Regions from separate parts of the Pan troglodytes genome. Here region 2 is linked to region 1. A link is a contact called in public HiChIP or PLAC-seq data. All regions are on one chromosome and are shown on one strand. Each heading gives the region's core, a stretch centred on a gene start, on an enhancer-like site or on the middle of the called end of the contact. The rest is flanking DNA. Distances are from core to core; before and after follow the strand shown. Region 1 holds the start of COL9A2 (collagen type IX alpha 2 chain). Region 2 holds the start of PPT1 (palmitoyl-protein thioesterase 1).

Region 1 (6,940 bases), core at 1,538-4,037:
TGGGCAGGCAGGGCCGGTGGAGTGCGATTCAGCCCCAGAGAGGCCTCCAGGCATTTCAGAGCCCTCAGCAGCCAGGGCCTGGCCGGGGGCCCAGCATCCTGTGTTTGGGGGGTGGGGGCACCAGGTTGAATAGAAGTCTGTCCAGACTGGTAAACATCAAGCGGCCCTCCTGCGCGAGCTTTCAGAATGAGGTATTTAACCCTCACCCTGCAGGGAACAAGCCCAGCTGATTCTAAATCGGGGAGAGAAAACCGAAGGGAAGAGACGGGAGTCTGGCCCAAGCTGGTCGGTGGTCTGGCCAAGGCTCCCAAGCGAACCTGAAGAAGCGTCCAGATGTGCCAGAGGCAGGGTGAGGGGTTGAGTCGCCTCCTACCCCACAAGGAGGGGAAAGGAGAGGAGGGGGATGAGGCCTCGCTGTGAGCTGCGGCCGGCGGACTGAACAGCAGCTCCTTGTCTGTCGGCGGCTATAACGGGCTCCGCATGTCAGGGCTGGTTTGAGGTTTTTGCAGAACAAACGGCGTCCTTGTGGTGCGGGCCGGCGCCGCCTATTGGCGACGAGGGGCACTACATCTCCGGGCACCCCAGTCCCCAGCCCCACCACAGCGCTCACAAAGTTCTCCTTTGTCTGCCGCCTCCCTCCCGCCCTGGTCTCAGGTTAGAGACTTACGTCGATGCCGTCGGATCCAGGCACTCCCGGCGGTCCCGGGGGACCCGGGGGGCCCCGCTCTCCCGGTGGACCTCTCTGAAAAACACACACGGGGTGGGGCAGTCCTCAGACAGTGCAGGAAGCTGGGCGTCTCCGGGGCTGCAAGCGACCCTGGGAGCGGGGTCCTAGGGGCGCACCTCTTCCGCGAACTCCCACGTATTGAGAATCTTCTGTATAGCAGGCACTGTGTGCCATTACATGCATTCATTATCTTACAGAATACTCAGAACCGGGAGGCGGGCGCTATTACGGGCCCCAGTTTGCAGTCGAAGAAACTGGCTCAGAACGTGAAGGGTCCATGGTCACTGAGAGTGGGCGGCGGCGCCAGGACTCCGCCCTGGATCTGCCCGACTCCTTCCACTGTGCCAGTTTGCCCTTGCGCGGTCGCGGTGGGGAATAGATGGAGACGTGGACAGCTCAAATAAATCACAGATGGAATGTAAGGTTGTGCCTAGCAGGCTGCCGGCCCTCAGTGAGCGGTGGCTCGGGTTGTTATTCTTACGTGAACGACAGGCAGAGACAGCGCCTCCTCCTCTCCCCATGGTGCGGGAAAACCCGACGGGAAAGTGGGGGAGGCGCAGAGAAAGGAGGTGTAGGGAGGTGAAGCGGGTACTATCTTCCCACTCGGAGCGCCCCTTCGGCAGCACAGCTGCCCGGTCCTCCCTCCGCTAAGTCCTGACTGCTGCAGGGGAGCAGGAGGAGCCGGCACCTCCCAGAAAGCAGACCCTCTCTCTGGATCCCGTTTGCCTGCAATTCAATGCCCCTGGGTGGGTGTGAGGTTTCAGGGAGGTCACAAGTCATATCAAGATGAGGCGAGCTCACAGCTGGAGATTCTCCTCCATCCTGCTGCCCATCTCTGAACAGATCAGAGATCTTAAAAGGCGGCCCTTTTAAGAGGCCAGCTCGGACCCAGGCAGGGGTCCCGGTGCCCACGACCTCCCCAGGCCGTGAAGTGCCAGGCTGGCGCCCCGCAGGCGAGCTCGAAACCACACCCAGCACCCGACGGGGCCCAGTCTCTGCCCTACCCGCGCGCCCGCAGCCCCCGGCGGCCCTCGGAAGGGAGACGTGGGTAGACGGGCAGGGCCGAGAGGCCGCCTCGGGGCGACAGCGGCGTCTGGTTGGAGCCGGCGCCCCCTGGGAGGCGGCGGGGGCGGAGGCTGCGCAGCGGGTGAATGAGCACCATTGTATGCCCCGCCACCTGGGCTCCCCGGGCTGCCAGGACCGGGCGCCAGCTCCTGCCCCACGCTGCCTGTCCCGGGCCGGGCCGCGCGTCTCGGGACGGGTCCCGTTTGACTCTCCGGCTCAGCCACCTCCATTCATGGTGCCGCGATGGGCACCATGTATGCACCCACCGAGGGGACCTGCCCGCGGCGCTGTCCTCAGGTGGCCTCTCGGGCTAGGGGTGTCAGTAGGCGCGGGACACAGGCAGAGCTCCTCCATCCCGGACTCCAGACCCCGCACCCTGGACCCTGGCAGCGGAGGGGCTGCGAAACTTACAATCTGCGCCAGAGCGAGCACTACCACCTGGAGGAGAACAAGGAGGCTGCGGGGGGAGGCCGTAGCGGCGGCCATGGCTGGCGGCGAGACCAAGGGGGACGGGTGCGTGTCCGCGCACGCACCGACGGCAGAGTCTCCCGGCGCTCCTCCAGCGCTGGCTGTTCGCGGGCGGGGTGGGCTGGGGCTCCTGAATATGCGGGGGGCGGGGCGGGGGCCGGCGTGAGCTGTCACCTGAGAGGACCGGCGGGGTTGCCGGGAGGGAGGCCGGCGCCAGGCATCCAGCTCCGCCCCGCGCGGTCCAGCCTCCTGCGCCCACCCTCTGTCCTCTGCCCGGGCTTCCCGGGCGCCTCAGCCTGGTAATCCCAGGGGCGACCGGGGTGCGGGTCGGAGATGATGGTCCAGTTTCTTTGTGAGAAGGCATAAGGCCGTCTGAGGTTCCCCGCGGGACCTTCAGGCCCCAGCACCTTCCCCCTGACGCACAGCCTGTGCCCCATCACTTACCCTACGTCCTCTCCAGGGCCCAGGCCGAGAGCACCTCGGGCTCTGCAGATCTTGCTGCAGGCTCTCCCCAGCTCCCGCCCACCTTGCTCCCCTCTCCTCTGGCTCCTTCCTCTCCAAGCACAAACAAACAGGCCTTTTCCATATTAATATGCCACAGTCCTTCCTGGATCAGCCGTCTCATGAATACTCCATCGGCCTCTTTCAGCTCTTTAGTGGAGCTGTGTGCACCTCCCCCACCCCCGAACTTCCTCACCTCGCTTTCACCTCCCTACTCTGTCCCAACAAGCAAATCTGTCTCCTGGAGGTCTGCAGTGAAGCCCAACCTTTCTTCGGTCCTCCAGGCAGGAAGCTGTTGGCATCTTCACCTGCCCTTGAAGTCTTCCCCATCCAAGCTCCTGCCATCCAGCTCCCCTTTTTCTATTGCCTTTAATTCTCTGCAGCTGCCTTAAGCACTGGTGTGTTTAGGATTGGGCCTTCTCACTCCATGTTCATAGAAACAACTACCACTTTATTCACCAGAGTTTCCGAACCCCGCTGTCCAGCATAGCCCGACTCCAGAGAGCCTTCCCTTCCCTTCCCTCCCACTCACTTAGGCAATATTGGTAAAATGCTTTAGAATCTGACTTTTTCACAATTATAGATATGACCACAGGCACCCCAAACTCTATGAAGTCTCAGTTTCCTCATCTGTAAAATGGGGATACTAATAGTCCATATATATATATATATATATATATATATTTTTTTTTTTTTTTTTTTTTAAGACAGAGTCTTAAAAGGCTCTGGAGTGCAGTGGCACGATGTCAGCTAACTGCAACCTCGCCTCGCGGGTTCAAATGATTCCCCTGCCTCAGCCTCTCGAGTAGCTGGAATTACAGGCATGAGCCACAATGCCTGGCTAATTTTTATATTTTTAGTAGAGATGGGGTTTCGCCATGTTGGCCAGGCTGCTCTTGAACTCCTGACTTCAGGTGATCTGCCTGCCTCAGCCTCCCAAAGTGTTGGGATTACAGGCATGAGCCACCGTGCCCAGCAAATAGTCCTTATCTTAAAGGGTTTTTGTGGAAATTGAATGAGATGACTCATGCGAGGCATTTAACCTCGAACCAGCACATAGTAGGTGCTTGATACATTTTAGCTTTCCTTATGATTTATGGATGACTGTTTTACTAGGTTGGCATCCAATGTGGGGAAGCTGGCCACAGGCAGATCAGCTAAAATGATGAACCTAGTTGAAGCTAGAAAAGTCCAACTCCATTGGGCAGGTTAGCAAAGGGCTCTGGATTTTGAAAGGTTGTCCTGGAGCTGAGTTTGGGAGAAAGAGCTTGAGAGAATGTAATTGCTCTGCCTAACAGAGTGAAGAAGAATTTGAAGTTTGTTGGAAGATGAGAGCAAGAGGAGGAGGATGTAAGAGAGGGATGGTGGGCATTGCTTGGGGTGGGTGGGGTAAACCTATAAAGGATTTTTAGAACTGGGATGTCCAAATTCAATTTTAAGTTGTTTGTTTCACATCACTTATCTCTCCATCTTTTGTGGGCTAACCACAAGAAAGGCCTTGTGTGAGTAAGTTTTCTTTTTGTGTGTGGAAATTATGGAAAGGGGATGAGTTTCACAGTCTGGACAGCACACATTGATGTATTAATTACCTGTTGCACCATAACAAATCACCCTAACATTCAGCAGCTTAAAATGACAATTTCTTTGGATTAGGAATTTGAGAGTGACTCTGCTGGTTCGGTCTGGCCTGGGGTCTGTTATAAGGTCATAGTCAGATGGTGGCTGGGCCTGATGTCACCTAGAAGGCTTCTTCACTCACATGTCTGATGTCAGTACTGGGAAGCCTTCAACCGCTGGGGCCGGAACAGCTGGAGTTGCTTGGACAGTTCTCTCCTTTATCTCTTTGTGGGCTTTCCATGAAGTTTCTCCAACATGGCAGCTTCAAGGTAGCTGAACATCCTCTATAGCAGCTCAGAGGGAGTAGGAGAGCACCAGACTGAAGAGAATTGCCACTCAGGACCCGTCCTTGGAAGTCATGCAGTGGCACCTTCACCACATTCTTACTGTTGAGGCAATTGCAAAGGTCTGCCCATGATCAAGGGGAGGGAACAGAGACCCCACCTCAAGGATGAATGTTAATGTCACATTTAAAAAAATTTTTTTTGAGACGGAGTCTTGCCCTGTCACCCAGGCTGGAGTGCAGTGGCGCGATCTCAGCTCACTGCAACCTCCGCCTCCTAGATTCAAACGATTCTCCTGCTCCAGCCTCTGGAGTAGCTGGGATTACAGGCGTACGCCACCACTCCCGGCTAATTTTTGTCTTTTTAGTAGAGACGAGGTTTCATCGTGTTGGTCAGGCTGGTCTCGAACTCCTGACCTCGTGATCCGCCCGCCTTGTGATCTGCCCGCTTTGTCTTCCCAAAGTGCTGGGATTACAGGCATGAGCCACCGCGCCCAGCCAGTGTCACATTTTAAGAAGAGAATGAGGGATAAAATTTATTTATTTATGTCTTTCTTTCTTTCGAGACAAGGTCTCCCTCTGTCACCTAGGCTGAAGTGCAATGGAGGAATCACCACTCACTGTAGCCTCAAGTTCCCGGGCTCCTGATCCTCCCACTTCAGCCTCCTGAGTAGCTGGGACTACAGGCATGCACCGCTGCACCCAGCTAATTTTTTATTTTATTTTATTTTACTTTGAGACAGAGTCTTGCTCTGTTGCCCAGGCTGGAGTGCAGTGGTGTGATCTCGGCTCACTGCAACCTCCATCTCCTGGGTTCAAGCAATTCTCTTACCTCAGCCTCCCGAGTAGCTGGGATTACAGGCGCCTGCCACCATGCCTGGCTAATTTTTGTATTTTTAGTAGAGACAGGGTTTCACCACGTTGGCCAGGCTGGTCTCCAACTCCTGACCTCAAGTGATCCGCCCACCTCAGCCTCCCAAAGTGCTAGGATTACAGGCGTGAGCGACCGCACCCAGCCATGCACCCAGCTAATTTTTTATATTTTGTAGACACAGGGTCTTGTCATGTTTCCCAGGTTGTCTTGAACTCCTGGGCTCAAACAATCCTTCTGCCTCGGACTCCCAAAGTGCTGGGATTACAGGTGTGGGCCACTGCACCCAGCCTGGGGATACAATTTTTATTATTGACGCAACCATCTTTGGAAAATACATCCTGCCACACTTGGGGTTATAAACTGAACCAATCCAGTGGTAGCTGAAGCTTAAAGCTGGAGCCAATCGAGATAAATTTTAGGCAAGGCGCGGTGGCTCACGCCTGTAATCCCAGCACTTTGGGAGGCCGAGGCAGGCAGATCATCTGAGGTCGGGAGTTTGAGACCAGCCTGACTAACATGGAGAAACCCCATCTCTACTAAAAATACAAAATTAGCCGGGCATGGTGGTGCATGCCTGTAATCCCAGCTACTCAGGAAGGCTGAGGCAGGAGAATAGCTTGAACCTGGGAGGTGGAGGTAGCGGTGAGCCGAAATCATGCCACTGCACTCCAGCCTGGGCAACAAGAGTGAAACTCTGTCTAAAAAAAAAAAAAAAAAAAAATATATATATATATATATATATATATATATATATATATATATATATATATATAAATTTTAGGGAAGGCTTTGGACCACAAGACATGGACTGGAGGTTCCAGCCAATCGCATATGGGTGTTTGTTTGTTTTTGGAAACAGGCTGGAGTGCAGTGGCACAATCTTAGCTCACTGCAGCCTTGACCTCCCAGGCTCAAGCGATCCTCCCACTTCAGCCTCCTCAGTAGGTACTTCTTTCATAGGACTCTTAAGGCACAGGGAGACCCTGAATAAGTGGAGAGTCATATATCTACATTTCTGTATAGGAAAACTCCATGTTGGCCAGGTGTGGTGGCTCATACCTGTAATCTCAGTACTCTCGAAAGCTCAGGCAGGAGAATCACTTGAGGCTAGGAGTTCAAGACCAGCTGGGGCAACACAGTGAGATCCCTTTCTCTACAAAAAAAAAAAAATTAGCAGGGTGTAGTGGTGTCTCCCAGCTACTTGGGAGGCTGAGGTGGAAGGATCACTTGAACCCTGGAATTTGAGGCTGCAGTGAGCTGTGATTGAGCCATGACATCCTAGCCTGGGTGACAGAACAAGACTGTCTCTAAAAACACAAAAAATAAAAATAAAAACGTAAAAACAAATGGATAGGCATGGTGGCTCATGCTTGTAATCCCAGCACTTTGGGAGGCCAAGGTGGGA
Region 2 (6,940 bases), core at 2,359-4,858, 230 kb before region 1:
AAATGAAAAATAAGCAGAGGTACACATTCCCTTCCCCTATCACAGGGGATATTTGGGGTGAACAGATGCAAAGTTTTCTCTTCAGGGCCAGGACTAGGGTGAGGCAAATTAAGCATCTAGGACAGCGGTCTTCAACCTTTTTGGCACCAGGGACCAGGTTTGTGGAAGACAATTTTTCAAAACTGTTCCACCTCAGATCATCAGGCATTCGCTAGATTCTCATAAGGAGCACCCAACCCAGATCCCTCACATGCGCAGTTCACAACAGCATTTGAGCTCTTTGAGAATCTAATGCCACTGCTGATCTGACAGGAGGTAGAGCTCATGGTGGTAAGGCTGCAGGCTCACTCACCTCCTGCTGTGTGGCCTAGTTCCTAACAGGTCACAGACCCAGGGAGTTTGGGACCCCCGCTCTAGGGCACAAAATTTAAGGAGGCACTCATTCTCAGGTTTATGTAAGTGTTGACCCTGAATTTGAGAGTGAGTGCCTCCTTACATTTGCACTTCAGGAGCCTCTTCATCTTGTCCTAGCCCCAGACTTGTTTCTTCTATTTCAGGGAACTAGAACTAAGAACAGGAAGCAAACTGGCTACTGAGTAGAAGTGGACTGAGATCATTTCCCATTTTGAACTTACTTATTCCATTTTCAACCTGCGAGAAAGCTTAAGCACCAATTTTAGAAGAAGAAAAGGCTATTGCCTAGAGAATTGTCTATTCCTTTTATTTCTCTGAAAACAACGTTCTCCACACTGAGTTGTAATTGTAGGTTACTTAACTGCCTCTGCCTCCCCTGTAACTGACTGTGAGCTCTGGGAAAACACAAAGCTCCTACCCTGTGTCCTCTTTTGACCCCACTGTAGTAGCCCCAGGGCCTGTTGGAGAACCTTGCAAGTGTTTGTATTTGCTGACTCTAATTACTCTGAATATTTTTCTGTAACCCATCCCAATAAAGCTCTCACTATCACAACTCTCCCAAAACTGCTTTTGTCAAGATTAATCATCTTTATATTGCTAAATCCAATAATCAGTTGTCAGCCTTTATCTTCCTTGACCCATTAACATTTGATACAGTTGATCATGACCTATCAACATTTGATGCAGTTGATCATGCCCTTCTTCCTGAAACATTTTCTTCACTTGGCTTCAAGGACACGGCGCTTTCCTGACCCCTCCACTTCACTGGCTATTCGGTTACAGTCTCCTTTGCTAGTTTCTCCTCATTTCCTCCACCTCCAAATGGAATGGAGTGCCTCAGGGCTTAGTCCTCTGTGTACGCTCATTTCCTAGGTGGTCTCACCTAGCCTTTAACTACTAGCTGTATGCTGAAGACTCCCTGCTTAAAGCTCCAACCCGTATCTCTGTCCTAGACTCCACACTCCAAATGCCTCTACAACATCTCCTGGGTGTCTCATGAGGATCTCAAGTTTAGTAAGCCCAAAAGCAGACTCTTGATCTTTCCCCCACCCTAAGTCAGCTTGTCCTACAGGCTTCCCCACCTTGGTAAAATGAAAACTTCACCCTTCCAATTGTCCAGGCCAAAACCTGTGGAGTCATCTTTGGCTCCTTTCTTTCTCTTATTCCAAGTCTGATCTGTTAGCAATCCACCTTCAAAATCTAGCCAAACTTTGACCACTTCTCAACACCTCTACTGTTACTCTACAGTTCCAAGTCATAATCATCTCTTGTTTAAATTATTGCAATAGTTTCCTGTCTCCCTGTGACTATCCATGACCCCCTACGATCTATTCTCAATACAGCAACTAAAGTGATTCTTTAAAAATGTGTCAGATCATGTCACTCATCTGCTCAAAAAGTTCCCCATGACACTCTAGCCAAAGTCCCTGCATTAGTCTTACTAGGCCCAATAACTTCTGTACCTGCCCCTCCCTTCCAAACTAAACTCCTAACTTCTTCCCCTTGCTTACTCATTTCCAGCCACGCTGATCTGAATGCTGTCCCTTGAACACACCAGACATACTTCCATATCAGGGCTTTCCCATTTACTGTTCCTTCTACCAGATAGCCAAATGGCAACTGTCCTCATCTACCTCAGTTTTGTACTCAGATGTCACTTTTTCAGTGAATTCTTTCCCAACTTTGCTTTATTAAAAGTGCAAGCCCCCACCTCCAGTCTTTATCCTACACCCTACTATATTTTTCTCCATTGCACATATCACCATTTGATATGTTATTTTTACTTGTTAATTTCTTTATAATCTGCTTCTCCTACTGGAGAGTAGGTTCCAAAAGAACAAAGAATTTAGTCTGTTTAGTTCCCTGCTGTATCCTCAGCACCTAGTAGGTGCTCAATAACTGTGTTAAATGAATATAGGTTGAGCATCCTAATCTGAAAATGGGAAATCCAAAATTTGAAAGTTTTTCAGCGCAGACATGATGCCACAAGTGGAAAATTCCACACCTGACCTCATGTGATGGGTTGCACAAAATTATTTAAAATATTGCATAAAATTACCTTCCAGCTATGTGTATAAGGTGTATATGAAAAATAAATAAATTTCCTGTTTACACTTGGGTCCCACCCCCCAGATATCTTGTATATATGCAAATATTTAAGAAAAAAAATCCGAAATGCTTCCCAGTCCCAAGCATTTCAGATAAGGGTTACTCAATTTGTAAATGAACTGTAGGTGCCTAACAAATCTCTGTTCAATGTGTGAAGGAATAAATAAAAGGGTAGATGCGCCAGTCTTATAGCCAGCCGCAGCTCACCTAGCCTGACCAAGTGCGAGATGCTGCATCCTGACGCCACTACTGTAAGGATTAATCAAGGACAGCATGTAAAACTTCAACGCCGTGCGCGGCTCTCTCTTTCCTTCCCCTTCTCTCTTTCCAGTGAAGGGGACGGCTCCTTCCCCTTCTCTCTTTCCAATGCAGATCCTTCAAATCCTAAAATGTCGAGGCAGCCGCGTGCTGTGGGACCACGTCCTCGCCCTCTACACCCACATTTTGCAGATGCGAACCCAGGCTAGGAAGAGAGAGAATCGCCAAACCCTTTTAAATTTCTCACTCACTCACCCATCCCATGCCAGATCACCAACGGCAGCGGCGCCGGCGGGTCCAGATGCTGCAGCGCCCGAGAAGCGCAGGTCCATGGCAGGAGAGCCACAGCCAAGAGCCACAGGCAGCCGGGCGACGCCATCTTCGCTGTGTCACATGACCGCGGGCGCGAGACTCCGGGAACCGCGCTCCGCCCGCCTGGGCGTGGCGCCGCCGGTTGCAGACTGCAACCTGCGCATCCCGAACGGATGCCCAGCCTGATGGGCGTCGGCCCTACCCTGGAGCTTTCAGCGCGACAGGTCCCCCGCCAGACCCCGCTGGCCGAGTGGGGCTCTGCGCTCTCGTAGACCGCCCTCTGCGGTGAATCAAAATAATTGCTAACATATATTCAGTGCTGATCAGATGCTATCAGGCACTATTCTTACAACCTTTAACTAATTCACTCTTCATAACAATGCTGTATGCACTTCTCCCCCTGACAGGTGAGGACACTGAGGCACTGAGAATTGGCACTGAGTAAGGTGCCCAAGGTCACAGAGATAGCAAATTGGTGGTTCCAAAGTCGTTGCTCTTCACCACTGCCCTGTACTGCCTTTGCAAGAAACATGCACAGAGGAAGGAAGAAAGAAGGAGGGACGGTTTCCAGCCAGGACCAATCATGGCAGGGTGTGGGGTTTGTTCTGGATATTGAAGGAGAGGTAGGATTTCAACAAGCAAAGATGAAATTCAGAAGGACTGAGATGAGCTAAGGTAGAGAGGAGAAAGACAACTGTGTTTTCTAGAAATGTCGGGACTTCAAGACGGACGAAAGCATATGTTGGATGCATAAGACTGAGGGGAAAACCCATGGCCACTAACTGGCCTAATCTCAGCTGGATTATTTCAAGGGTCTCTCATCAACCATTTCCTTTTCCATTCTCTCCTCTTTAATCCATTTTATGCTCTATTGCCACATTCATCCCTCAATCCACCTTCATAATATCAGTTCCCTGCTCAAGTTTTTTTTCAACAAAACATCAAAAAATAGTTTAAATAATTTATAAAGAAATTAGAGTGTATCCACTATACAATGGAATAATATGAGGCCAGTTTTATAAAAAATGAGTATAGGGCCGGGCGCGGTGGCTCACTCCTGTAATCCCAGCACTTTGGGAGGCTGAGGTGGGCAGATCACCTGAGGTAGCGAGTTCGAGACCAGCCTGACCAACATGGAGAAATCCCGTCTCTACTAAAATTACAAAATTAGCCGGGTGTGGTGGCGCATACTTGTAATCCCAGCTACTCAGGAGGCTGAGGCAGGAGAATCGCTTGAACCCGGGAGGCAGAGGTTGCGGTAAGCTGAGATCATACCATTGTACTCCAGCCTGGGCAACAAGAGCAAAACTCTGTCTCAAAAAATAAAAATAAAAAATAAATAAAAAGAGAGTACAGCCCAGGCAACATAGCAAGACCCCATCTCTACAAAAAAAAAATTTTTTTTTAAATTAGCCAGGGGTGGTGGTATGTGCCTGTAATCCTAGCTACTGGGGAGGCTAAGGTGGGAGGATCACTTGAGCCCAGGAGTTCAAGGCTGCATTGAGCTATGATCTCGCCATTGCACTGAGCTATGATCTCGCTGTTGCCCTGGGCAAGAGTGAGACCCTGTCTCTCTCAAAAAAGAAAAATGAGGTAAATTTACATAAAGTGACATGAAAAATGCCCTTAATATGTTGTAAAAGAAAAGTCGATTACAAACCCACGGTCTGTAATCTCTTCTATTCCATGCCATTGGGACTAGAGGTAAGTTGTTAGTTGAAAAGTCAATTAAAATGCAGAATCCACTGGGCGCACTTTGGGAGGCTGAGGCAGGTGGATCACCTGAGGTTGGGAGTTCGAGACCAGCCTGGCCAACATGATGAAACCCCATCTCTACTAAAAATACAAAAAATTAGCCGGGCGTGGTGGTGGGTGCCTGTAATCCCAGCTACTCAGGAGGCTGAGACAGGAGAATCACTTGAACCCAGGAGGCAGAGGGTGCAGTGAGCCAAGACTGAGCTACTGCACTCCAGCCTGGGCAACAAGAGTGAAACTCTGTCTCAAAGAAAAAAAAATGCAGAATCATAAAGCATTATACAGTACAGTATACAGTTTTGTTTTAAGAAAAATAAGCTTATTGTATAAGCATTTTATTTTAACTTAAGACTTACAAATTGAAGTAGTTTCAGGATTTTTCTGTGAATATAGCCCTCTCAGTGAAATTTCCTGCCTTTAATGAACTATTTATAATTTCTTTAAAGGTTTCTTTAAACTGGAGCAATAACTGAAAGACACTTGTGAAGCAATCTGAATGCAATTTTTTTTTTTTTTCGAGACAGAGTCTTGTTCTGTCCCCCAGACTGGAGTGCAGTGGCGTGATCTTGGCTCACTGTAACCTCCACCTCCCGGGTTCAAGCGATTCTCGTGCCTCTGCCTCCCAAGTAGCTGGGATTACAGACACACCACCAACATGCCCCGCTAATTTTTTGTGTTTTTTGTAGAGACAGGGTTTCGCCATGTTGCCCAGGCTGGTCTCGAACTCCTGAGCTCAGGCAATCCGCCCCCCTCAGCCTCCCAAAGTTCTAGGATTACAGCTGTGAGCCATTGTGCCAGACCAACATTCTTTTTGTTTTTTATTTTTGATTCAGGGTCACATATGCAAGTTTGCTATATAGGTAAGTTGTATGTCAAGGAGGTTGGGTGTACGTTTTATTTTGTCACTGCCATAATGAACATAGTACCCAATAGGTAACTTTTCATTTCCACCCTCATGTAGGCCCCAGTGTCTGTTGTTCCCTTCTTTGTGTCCATCTGTACTTAATGTTTAGCTCCCACTTATAAGTGAGAACATGTGGTATTTGGTTTTGTTTTCCTGCATTAGTTTGCTTAGGATAATGACCTGGTCCAGTTCCATCTATGTTGCTGCAAAGGACATTATCTCATTCCTTTTTTGGCTGTGTAGTATTCTATGGTGTATACCTACCACATTTTCTTTATCCAGTCTACTGTTGATGGACACTTAGGTTAATTCCATGTCTTTGCTATTATGAATAGTGCTATGATGACTTTTTTTTTTTTTTTTTTTTTTTTTTGCGACAGGGTCTTGCTCTATTCCCCAAGTTGGACTGCAGTGACACAATCATAGCTTACTGCAGCCTGGAACTCCTAGGCTCAAGGGATCCTCCCGCCTCAGCCTCTCAAAGTGCTGGGATTACAGGTGTGAGCCACAGTGTTTGGATGTGAAATTATTCTAGATGGAAGACTTTCCACTCTCAGATTTCCGACCCAGAGTTACTTTAACAATTTTTTTAACAACTTGCCTTTAACAAGCTTTTCCAATGCATTCAACTTAGTTTTCACAGAAACATCTCTTTTCTCTTTATGCTCATATTTCATGTTTTCAAAAATTTAACTAAATTATGATAGCAAATATCACCGATATATTAATAAATAAATAAAATAAGCCCAAAGGCATTTAGTAAGCAAGTAGCTCAATTGACAGGAACAGAACTACCCAAGAGTTCTGAAAAGCAGCCTCTAGCCATGTGGGCATGCTGTGGGCATAGGTAAGTAGGTAAGTACATTTTAGAACTGGGAGAGTAAGTTAAACAGGGCATAAGAAAATAACTATGTATTTATGTACATACATATATGATGGTTGTACAACTCTATAAATTTACTAAAAATCATTGGTTTGTACACATAAAATGGGTGACTTTTATGGCATGTGGAATATATTTCAATAAAGCTGTTCTTTTTTTAAAGAAGACATCTGTGTATTTATATATTTGTACATTATCACTGAAAGGTCAAAGCATTGCCAAGAAAAAAGAGGCTGGGTGCGGTGGCTCACGCCTGTAATCCCAGCACTTTGGGAGGCTGAGGCGGGTGGATCACGAGGTCAGGA

Evidence for each region. HiChIP or PLAC-seq counts read pairs in DNA pulled down with a chosen protein or histone mark.
Region 2: a contact with region 1 is called in an H3K4me3 HiChIP or PLAC-seq map of stem cell-derived excitatory neurons, with 5 times the contacts expected there. The contact joins the promoter of PPT1 here to the promoter of COL9A2 in region 1. A contact is called at or near these places in 1 of 7 Hi-C or Micro-C datasets (induced pluripotent stem cells) and 1 of 1 datasets of contacts at active chromatin or transcription factors (stem cell-derived excitatory neurons).

Annotation. Positions count from the first base shown.
Region 1 is chr1:190,647,873-190,654,812 of NHGRI_mPanTro3-v2.0_pri, reverse strand. COL9A2 (collagen type IX alpha 2 chain) reads right to left here and starts at 2,787. Exons shown (of 33, transcript XM_016959840.4): 1 at 2,705-2,787; 2 at 2,204-2,390; 3 at 668-742. The coding sequence starts at 2,278.
Region 2 is chr1:190,878,053-190,884,992 of NHGRI_mPanTro3-v2.0_pri, reverse strand. It overlaps PPT1 (palmitoyl-protein thioesterase 1), which reads right to left and starts at 3,608. Exons shown (of 9, transcript XM_001172215.5): 1 at 3,037-3,608. The coding sequence starts at 3,160.